Linked DNA regions of Bombyx mori: region 1 is linked to region 2. The links are chromatin contacts, called in public Hi-C maps. All regions are on one chromosome and are shown on one strand. Each heading gives the region's core, a stretch centred on a gene start, on an enhancer-like site or on the middle of the called end of the contact. The rest is flanking DNA. Distances are from core to core; before and after follow the strand shown.

Region 1 (4,799 bases), core at 1,130-3,629, 42 kb after region 2:
CTCGACGATTAAATTAACCCTCAGACACAGCCCACTGAGTTTCTCGCCGGATCTTCTCAGTGGGTCGCGTTTCCGATCCGGTGGTAGATTCTGCGAAGCACGGCTCTTGCTAGGGCTCGTGTTAGCAACGCTGTCAGGTTTGAGCCCCGCTCACCTACTAGTTAAGGTTCCGCTGATATAGCCTCTCAAGGGTATCAGCTTAGGTAGGAAAAAAAAAACAGTCAGTAAGTAATCGGAACTACTCGAAGCGAAACAGCGAACGGATCACCTGAAGCGAAGCGGAACAAGCGAGTTGAGAGATTTAAAGTGTTTCAAGTGTTCTAAGTGTTGAATACAGTTTTTAGTTGTACTTTGCTGGAATTTTATTTATCCCAAACCCCAGCGCGTAACAGTATATTAAAATATAGTATAAATATATAAATAATTAATGTATGTATGTCATTTGTGGTTGTGTAGAATCGGAGCAGCTCGCATATTCAGTCCGGGAGTACATAACTTTCGAGGAGTGGCCGGCGCCGCGGGGGCTGCGCGTCCGGGACCGCGCGTCCGCCGTCTGCGTGCGCTCGCACTGCACTGACGCAGGTAACGCACGCGCGTACTCGAGGGACGGGTTGGGGGGTGGCAACCACATTCAAACACGGGCACAGGTCTTTATTGTTTAGATGGGTAGACGAGCTCACAGTCCACCTGGTGTTAAGTTGTTACTGGAGCCCATAGACATGTACAACGTAAATCCGCCATTCACCTTGAGATATAAGTTTAAAGATCTCAGTATAGTTACAACGGCTGCCCCGCCCTTCAAACCGAAACACATTACTGATTCACGACAGAAATAGGCCGGGCGGTGGTACCTACTTGTGCGGACTCACAAGAGGTCCTACCACCAGTAAAGTACACTAGCACCTACGCGTGCTTATACACATATATATTTTGTGACTCCAAACTAGGATTCCCTATGCTGTAAAGGAATCAGAGACTGACATAAATATATACATTTAAACACAATTTCACAAATATATATTAAAAATCCGTAGAAAAAGCAAACAAATTTGTTCATCACACGAATGTTTGCCCTATCTGGGAAACGAAAACACCGCCCTTGGCTCAGCAATTAATGGCACTAATTAAGTCACCACCGAGTACTTTTAAAGATGAGGTTTAGTAAACAAAAGAAAAACTATACATAAAAACGCAACGAAGATTATAAACGTACCAATGTGCTTACTCCGAGTTTTTTTACGTTTTCGATACCGTAAAAGTTAAGTCGAATTTGTACGCTGTTGGAACGTTCGCCTACGTTTGCCGCTAGGGGCGCTGTTCCAACTGCATACACATTTGAGTTAACTTTTACGCTATCGAGAACGTTAAAAAACTCGCACTAAACACACAATCATACTCACAAACACGTCACTTGTAGTACGAAACGTGCCCGTGTGGGCTTTGGACCGTTCTAGCTCAAACGCGTCGCTTTCATTGATTTTGAACATTAATATACATAGGTTGGTATTAGTAGCGCCATCTGTCATCGAAAATCAAAACGACTAATGCCTACGGGAACGTTCGAGAAGTTTATTGCCATCTATTGTAAAACACGACCGCTACTATAGGAAATGTTCTCGAAAATCGTAGACATCTCGTGTCGACGACCAGATGACATTGAGTGATCAGTTCTACTGGTGGTAGGACCTCTTGTGTGTCCGCGCGGGTAGGTACCATCATCCTGCACCCTGTTGTAACTATACTGAGATCTTAGAACTTATATCTCAAGGTGGGTGGCGCATTTACGCCGTAGATGTCTATGAGCTCCAGTAACCGCTTAACACTAGGTGGGCTGTGAGCTCGTCCACCCATCTAAGCAATAAAAAAAAAACTCGATACTAAAGAGCGAACTTGTGAGTGTTATAATAATAAAATTGAATTTGAATTTTTATATCGGTTTTATTTCAGGGCTAGTCATAGACGGCAGTGTATCCTTCCCGTTCAACGACGGTACTGAGGCTCTCCTGGAGATCCACCCGGAGGACTCCCTTATGACCGTGCAAATGGACGACGCTTTACCGTATTGAACTAGTTCAATGAAAAAACAACTGTATTTAGATCAATATAGAATCTAAAATAATAATTCAATAATAACGGCTGAATAAAATATAATATATTTCCTGTGAACAGTGAACGTTTTGTTGGATTAAAGATTAGATCGAAGAATGTAAGGGACGTAAAAAAAAATATTTTAATAAAATAAACTAAATGTCGTGTCGTGTCGTGTCGTACGGTATAAATGTCGGGTGTTAGAGCGAATATAGCTTTAGCTTAAATCGTCTGAGACACACAGCCTAGCGTTGTATGAAGGCTGTCAAATGTTCTGTCAATGTCACTTATTTGTAGTAGTAGTTCTATTTTTCCGACTGGAAAGTCGAAGATGTCACACTATACAGCCTAATCGTTTGTATACTCTGCTATATAAAAAAAAAATTGTGTTTAAAATGTTATGAGTGGATGAAGTTGTGTGTATTTGAGACTGTATAGGATGAAATAAAATATCAGTAAAATTGTGTTTATTTATAAATACTTGTGGACTTTTTGGAAGAACCCGAGGAGCTACGTCCAGCGACTGTTTCATTTTCCCACATTTATGCACTTTCACCGACTCCTAACGGTTAATAAACCAACGTTATTAAACATTTAAACCCGAAGAAACACAATACTAACAAAACAAATGAATTCATACGACTTGGCAACCTGTGTTCATTCCCGTCAAAAGGTGACGCTTATTTGACAAATGAAAATCTGTACAAATAAAATAGTTCTAATATGATGACTTTTTGGCGGGAACGCGTTGAGTGAAGTTGTGTGATTTGTTTTATTTTGTCTATTTAGTGTTTCTTCAGGTTTAAATGTGTAATAACGGTGATTTATGAACTGTTTAATATCTGTGAAAGTGCACAAATGTGCGAAAATGAAACAAAACCGCTGGACGTAACTTCTCGAGATCCTCGAAAAAGTCTCAGTAAATGACCACCATTTTACTAGATTATATTTCATCTCATATCATATCATCTATTTTCATTTCATTTCATGCCATGTTTCATATTAATCAACTTCTTTTCATTTTATAATATCATTTTTCATATAATAAAATATATATAAAAGATTAAGGCTGTATGATATGATACCTTTGCCTTTCCAGTTGGAAAAATAGAACTACTACTATATAATATTATTATAACATTTTAGTTTAGGCAGTAAATATGTTAATAATTAAATAGTATTTTTAAGGTGTTGTAACAAAATGTGTAAGTTTTTTATATCTAAGTAGATTTTGTTTTGGCTTAGCATCAATCAATGGCCAGTAAGACTGAGATATATATATTTATTATGGTTGAATGTTTTTGTTTGTTTGGTTTTTGTGTTCCGTTCATTTCTAAACACGTCTAGAATTCGATTTTGAGATTTAGTGAAAATAAATATGGAATTTAATTAAAAATGTTACGCAAAAGTCAATCACTACATTATACTGAGTGTATTTATTGTGTTAGAAAAGAACATACTGTGAATAATAATGACGATATGTGAGTCGTCTATTATCAAAGGTGGCAATCTGTGCATTTGGACAAAAAAATGTTATTGATATGTCAATACAGATTGATTTGAATATAATCGTCTCCTTCAAAGAATACGGTTCAAAACCTGCATTAAATAAAGGTTAATAGTTAACCTGTTATTTATCTAAGATGTCGTTCAGAAGAGTTTTGTGACTGCCAATGGAATACAAAGTCAATAATTCGATTTTCTGATTTACCAATAATTGTCCAAAAGTCACATTGCCGGCTTTGATAATAGTCGACTCATGTGCAATGAAAAAAAATTATGAATAACAATTTATTTCGCAATTAGTCGGCATTGTGTTACGCTCTCTGGGAAAATGTATTAAGGGGGTATGTTTGCAATTAATAGAAATCAAACCCGCAAAATTATAATTTGCGTAATTACCGGTGGTAGGACCTCTTGTGAGTCCGCACGGGTAGGTATCACCGCCCTGCCTATTCCTGCCGTGGAGCAGTAATGCGTTTCGGTTTGAAGGGCGGGGCAGCCGTTGTAACTATACTGAGATCTTAGAACTTATATCTCAAGGTGGGTGGCGCATTTACGTTGTAAATGTCTATGGGCTCCAGTAACCACTTAACACCAGGTGGGCTGTAAGCTCGTCCACCCATCTAAGCAATAAAAAATAAAAAAATTACCTAGCAACACCCGTGTGCATTAATGTTGCCATATGAGAAATTAAAATACAAAATTATTAATGTGTTCGAATTAGCTTTTTTTTACGATTGAAGAATTACTGGTGGCACGGAGGCCTTTCCAGTTTCACGAGGACAGCTGGGCGAGCAAAGGCTCAGCCAGGAGGGCTGGGATTTGCTAACAGCTGCCCGAGCGCCTCCGAAGGAGACCTAAAAATACAAGAGCAGCTGTTTCGCGAATCAATCTACTACCGGATCGGAAACGCGACCCGCTGAGAAGATCCGGCGAGAAACTCAGTGGGCTTGTGTCGTTGATTCAAATGTTACAGTATTCGAAACAAAGTGATGACAAATAAAAAAAGCGAAAATAAACCGTAAAAGAAGTTTTAATCATTTAAAAAAAAAAGGTATAAATATGTAGTTTTACGTAGTTTGAAGGGCGGGGCAGCCGTTGTAACTATACTGAGATCTTAGAACTTATATCTCAAGGTGGGTGGTGCATTTACGTCGTAGATGTCTATGGGCTCCAGTTACCATTTAACACCGGGTCGGCTGTGAGCT
Region 2 (4,780 bases), core at 296-2,795:
GCGGAATGTCGTTTAAAACAAATTTTCCTTTCAGTCCTCGATATATCGCACCTTTAGAATTATAGAGACTTATATCGAAATTTTTGGATATCGACTTTAATAAAAAAAATTAATTAGAACGACCGCTTGCAGCGACTCTTGTAGTGGACTGTATGATTAGGATGGGCAAGGAACTTGATAAATAAACTCGCGAGGATTGCACGTATAAAATTTGTGTATTTTTAGAATTTTATAAATCGCGTACAATAGCACGGATGAAAAGAGAATTACAAAACTAAGACATTCCAAAATTCAAAATTCAAATGTAATGTATGTAACCACAATAATAAAAAAGGTTTCATACCAATTTGTTGGGTTTCCAACAACTCTTAATATTGAAATGAACAAAAGTAGCTTAGTAGATAGAGACAAACTTATCTATCGGTCTCTTTCACTACGACTTTTCGGTTTGAAATTTTTATGTCGATGTTTTCCAAGAACACATTTTTTTGATTGGGTCTATATAATTCTAAAGGTGCGATATATGATACGATTTATGATATATTTAACGGTAGGCAGCGGCTTGGCTTTGCCCCTGGCATTGCTGGAGTCCATGGGCGACGGTAACCACTCACCATCAGGTGGGCCGTATGCTCCTCTACCTACACGGGAAATAAAAAAAATGAAAAAAAATAACGATTGAAATGGGACCACATGGGAAGCGTCAGATTTCTAATAAAAAAAACAAAATGTGTGCAATTCACACGTGGTAGAAGTGAAACCTTCAAAAATTAAAATACAATTATCCTAAATGTCTAAGTACATATATGTAAAATTTTGTCATTAGTAAATAATTGTAAATCAACTTTTATAGTATGAGGTAGCGCCCTCTGTGAATTGATATTTTAACTTTACGTATAATCCTAAATTGAAATTCCCTACAAGAGGTTTCATACACACGTTAGTATTAAAAAAAATTCATAGATGGCGCTGTATTAAAAGTAATTAACTAGTGAACGAATACACAAACCAAATTAGCGTGTATTATTTCTCGATATCCCTTATTCTCTCTCTCGTTCAATCTTTTTCACTATAGCTCTCTCCCACCTCTCGCTCCATGGCACTGTGCGTGATACGACGTTCGCTCTGTCTCACTTTTTCTCTCGATCTTTCTCACTTGCTTGCTCCCAACTCTCACTCCATGGCTAGTTGCTTCATGCTACGTTCGCCCTGTCTTACTCTCTCTCAATCGGTCTCGATCGCTCTCTCTCTCTTTTTCGATACTTCCGTTGCATACCTGCGTGACGTTACATCTGTAAAAAATTTACCCTCATGCGCTTAAAGAAGTTTCACTTCAAAATCATCAAAATCGTTTCACCCAGTCAAAAGTTATGAGGTAACGAACAAACAGAAAAACATAGTCGAATTGAGAACCTCCATCTTTTTTTAAGTCGGTTAAAACACTTTTCTTGGGTTGGGTTGGCATATGCGCTATGTACACGCGAATCGGTTGTTATTGCTGAGTAGCCGGCAACAGTACTGAGAAGCTCTATACCTACCCGTGTCAGGCATGGCGATGGCCGAAGAGTACGAGTACGTGTCGTACGTGTGCGCGTACTGCGGGCGTCTCAACCCGGCGCGGAAGCAGAGGCCGGCCGCGCCGCTGCTGAGCCCGAAGGCGCTGCCGCCGGCCGTAAGGAGGATGCACGGTCAGTTCATTCATTATATATGTAATGGTGGTAGGACCTCTTGTGAGTCCGCACGGGTAGTATGTATGTAATATATTTATTCATAAAAAGTTACACTTACATTCAAAACATGCACCACAAAACTGCTTACGCAGTTTGACTGCAGGTGAGTTACCTGCAGTCAAACTGCTTTATACAAACATAGCGTATAAACCATTCAACTAAGTTATACTATAATAACACAATTAATTTACGGAAATGGTTACAACGTATTTAACAAATGTTTTTTTTAATAAGCTTTTAAATTTAGCAAGTATAGGCTCACGTCTTATGTCCTCGGGTAAACTATTGAGTAAGTATGGAGCACGTTTTTTTAACGTTCTATCTTCATAGTAATTTTGTATCATGGGTATTTCAAATTTTCCTTTGGACATTGACCTTGTGCCAGTTTTATGTTGCACCAAGTTAGTTAAACGATCCTGTTTACTATGATTGTTTACAAGTAGAAGATATTTATGTTTCAGGCTAGCCGGTAAAATTTTACATATTTTATAGAGTTTTAGAGTAATCTCCTTTACATTGATTCTTTGTCTTTTTATTTACGAGTAATTTTAAAAATCTTGTTGGCAATGATTCTATTTTATCTATGTATGTTTTAAATGTTAATCCATAGCAATCAAGAGCGTAACTTATTATGGAATCCACTAGTGCAAAATATAAACATTTTAGTATTGGCAATGAAACTTTAATACTTAAATAATAAAACTTACCACCGCTTTAAAAGGTACCACCACCCTACCTATTTCTGCCGTGAAGCAGTAATGCGTTTCGGTTCGAAGGGTGGGGCAGCCGTTGTAACTATACTTGAGACCTTAGAACTTATATTTCAATTTCGTTGTAGATGTCTATGGGCTCCAGTAACCGCTTAACACCAGGTGGGCTGTGCGCTCGTCCACCCATATAAGCGATAAAAAAAATCAGGGCTCTGTCGGATACGATCAACGTTCATTCGAATGAATTGAAGTACTGTTTAGTTTTGTCATAGTACCGTCCTCGAACGATAGATGGCGCGCATCGCAACTAATTAAACTTCAGAGAATTATGAAATATAAAATGATTTCTTTCTTTACGACAGGTGGAAGTGACGATTCTTCGGTAGCCAGTTCCGGAAGTGAAAGCGAAGACGAGAAGAATGGAGGAAATCATTGTAATAATTTTGAGAGTGAGTATAATTGCGTACTTTACCTTACATCATCAGCACTCGCGATTGGCGGTCCTGCCTATTCCTACTGCTTAGTTAGGCAACAGAGAGTCGGTAGCCCTCATTCCTAAAGCATTTCGTGGCGTATGACGTAATTGGAGGCTAAAACATAATACTAAGTAAGTAACAGTTTAACTATAGAAGCTTTTACTGGTGGTAGGACGTTTTGTGAGTCCGCACGGGTAGGTACCACCATCCTACCTATTTCTGTGAAGCAGTAATGCGTTTCGGCTTGAAGGGGGCGACAGCGGTGGTAACTATACTGAGACCTTAGAACTCATATCTAAACGTGGGTGGCGGCATTTACGTTGTAGAGGGCTATGGGTTCCGGTAACCACTTAACACCAGGTGGGCTGTGAGCTCGTCCACCAACCTATGCAATAAAAAAAAAGTTTCGACCATTGTATGTTATATTTACTATAGGAATAGCGAATCCGTGACTGTGGTGATAGAAAAAACACAGGTTTGCGTTTCGACATCTAACTATAAAAATGTATGAAAACGGTTATTTAACAAATATAAGTTGGTCTTCGGTCGACTTCAGTGTATATTGTAGACGAGTGGAAAACGTTTCTGAAAGCGGGTAGACAGATTTTATATTTCGGACATCCTACCCGCAGTCTCCAGTCGACGCTTGATCATGGCGCTGGCAACACGTCGAATTGTCGGGAACAAATTAAGACTATAAATCTGTGATTACAACTAGTTGTATAAAAAAAGATGCATCGTGAAGCCCACTGAGTTTCTCGCCGGATCTTGTCAGTGGGTCGCGATTCTGTTCCAGTGGTAGATTCTGCGAAGCACTGCTATCGCTAGGGTTAGTATTAGCAAATTCTGTCAAGTTGAGCCCGTGAGCTCACCTACTCGTTCTCGTGATGGTCGAATAGCCCCTTAGGCTATAACGTAGGAAAAAAAAAACTGGCATCTTCTACAGTCAGACAGTAATAGTGATTAAATGATCTATATATTAATATCCTGTATAAATCATTTTAGACTCTATCGCTTGAGGTCTCGATTCAAAACCTTATATCTCAAGGTGCCTAGTATCAAGCGATTTGTAAACTTTTCAGCCAATTTAAATGGATTAAAATAACAGTTTCAATATATATTATATTATTTATTAGGCACAATTATTTTTTCCAGAATCGATGAGCGAGTCGGATCGTCCCCCCTCCCCGGTTGAGGCGGACCCGAAATCCGACGAAGAAAAAAAAGAAGACTGAATCTAATTAAAGTATCAAGACTATTCTCATATTTATTCTACGTTTGTCCCTGTCTTGTGTGAGTTTACATTAGATAGAAGATTAACAACGACTGTAGTCTTGATCCTTTCTGTATTTTTTTGCAGAAGAATATCAAGTAAAGTATCAAGATTTTACTCGTTAATATTGTTGTAAATTCATCCTCCTGTTCGTTGTAGTTATTTAATGTAATTAATAAATATATACGAGGTTTAATTTAGTATTTAAATCGACGTTAAAATATATTGCTATGTCCCAAATATCTTAGAATTGAAGAAAAAAATCTTATCTAATAAATAAATACATAATGTGACTGAAGTACTAACTAAAGAAGTTTGAGACATGAATTTCGTTCCCCGAATTTTCTTGTCGTATGATTCTAATAAATATTGTAAATTTGGTTTAAAAATATAAAATTTCACTTGGGTGGTTTTTGGGTACATACAAATGATCAAAATACCAAACGGCATATATCTGTAACCAATGTACTGTGATTGTGGATTGAATCTGGGCCCGAAGTACATTACCAGAGGCCACGAGATGGTCAAGCTTGAATTTGTTGTAACTATACTGAGACCTTGGAACTTATATCTCAAGTTGGGTGGCGCATT

What was found. A called contact is a pair of places that touch in the nucleus more often than the background predicts.
Region 1: a Hi-C map of midgut shows a contact between it and region 2, with 2.5 times the contacts expected there. The contact joins two enhancer-like sites. A contact is called at or near these places in 2 of 7 Hi-C or Micro-C datasets (midgut and whole pupa).

What each region holds. Positions count from the first base shown.
Region 1 is chr2:4,254,047-4,258,845 of ASM3026992v2, forward strand. LOC101746269 (NAD kinase 2, mitochondrial) reads left to right here. Exons shown (of 11, transcript XM_038016794.2): 10 at 457-582; 11 at 1,948-4,799. The coding sequence ends at 2,066. Among protein-coding and RNA genes, the nearest start is that of LOC101746269, 33 kb to the left of the region's middle. Within about 2 kb of position 2,380, at least 3 of the 8 cell types and tissues checked have open chromatin away from gene starts, as enhancers often do.
Region 2 is chr2:4,212,931-4,217,710 of ASM3026992v2, forward strand. It overlaps LOC101741327 (endoplasmic reticulum junction formation protein lunapark-B), which reads left to right. Exons shown (of 10, transcript XM_062673122.1): 8 at 1,548-1,688; 9 at 2,803-2,889; 10 at 4,072-4,780. The coding sequence ends at 4,151. Among protein-coding and RNA genes, the nearest start is that of LOC101746269, 8.5 kb to the right of the region's middle. Within about 2 kb of position 1,546, at least 4 of the 8 cell types and tissues checked have open chromatin away from gene starts, as enhancers often do.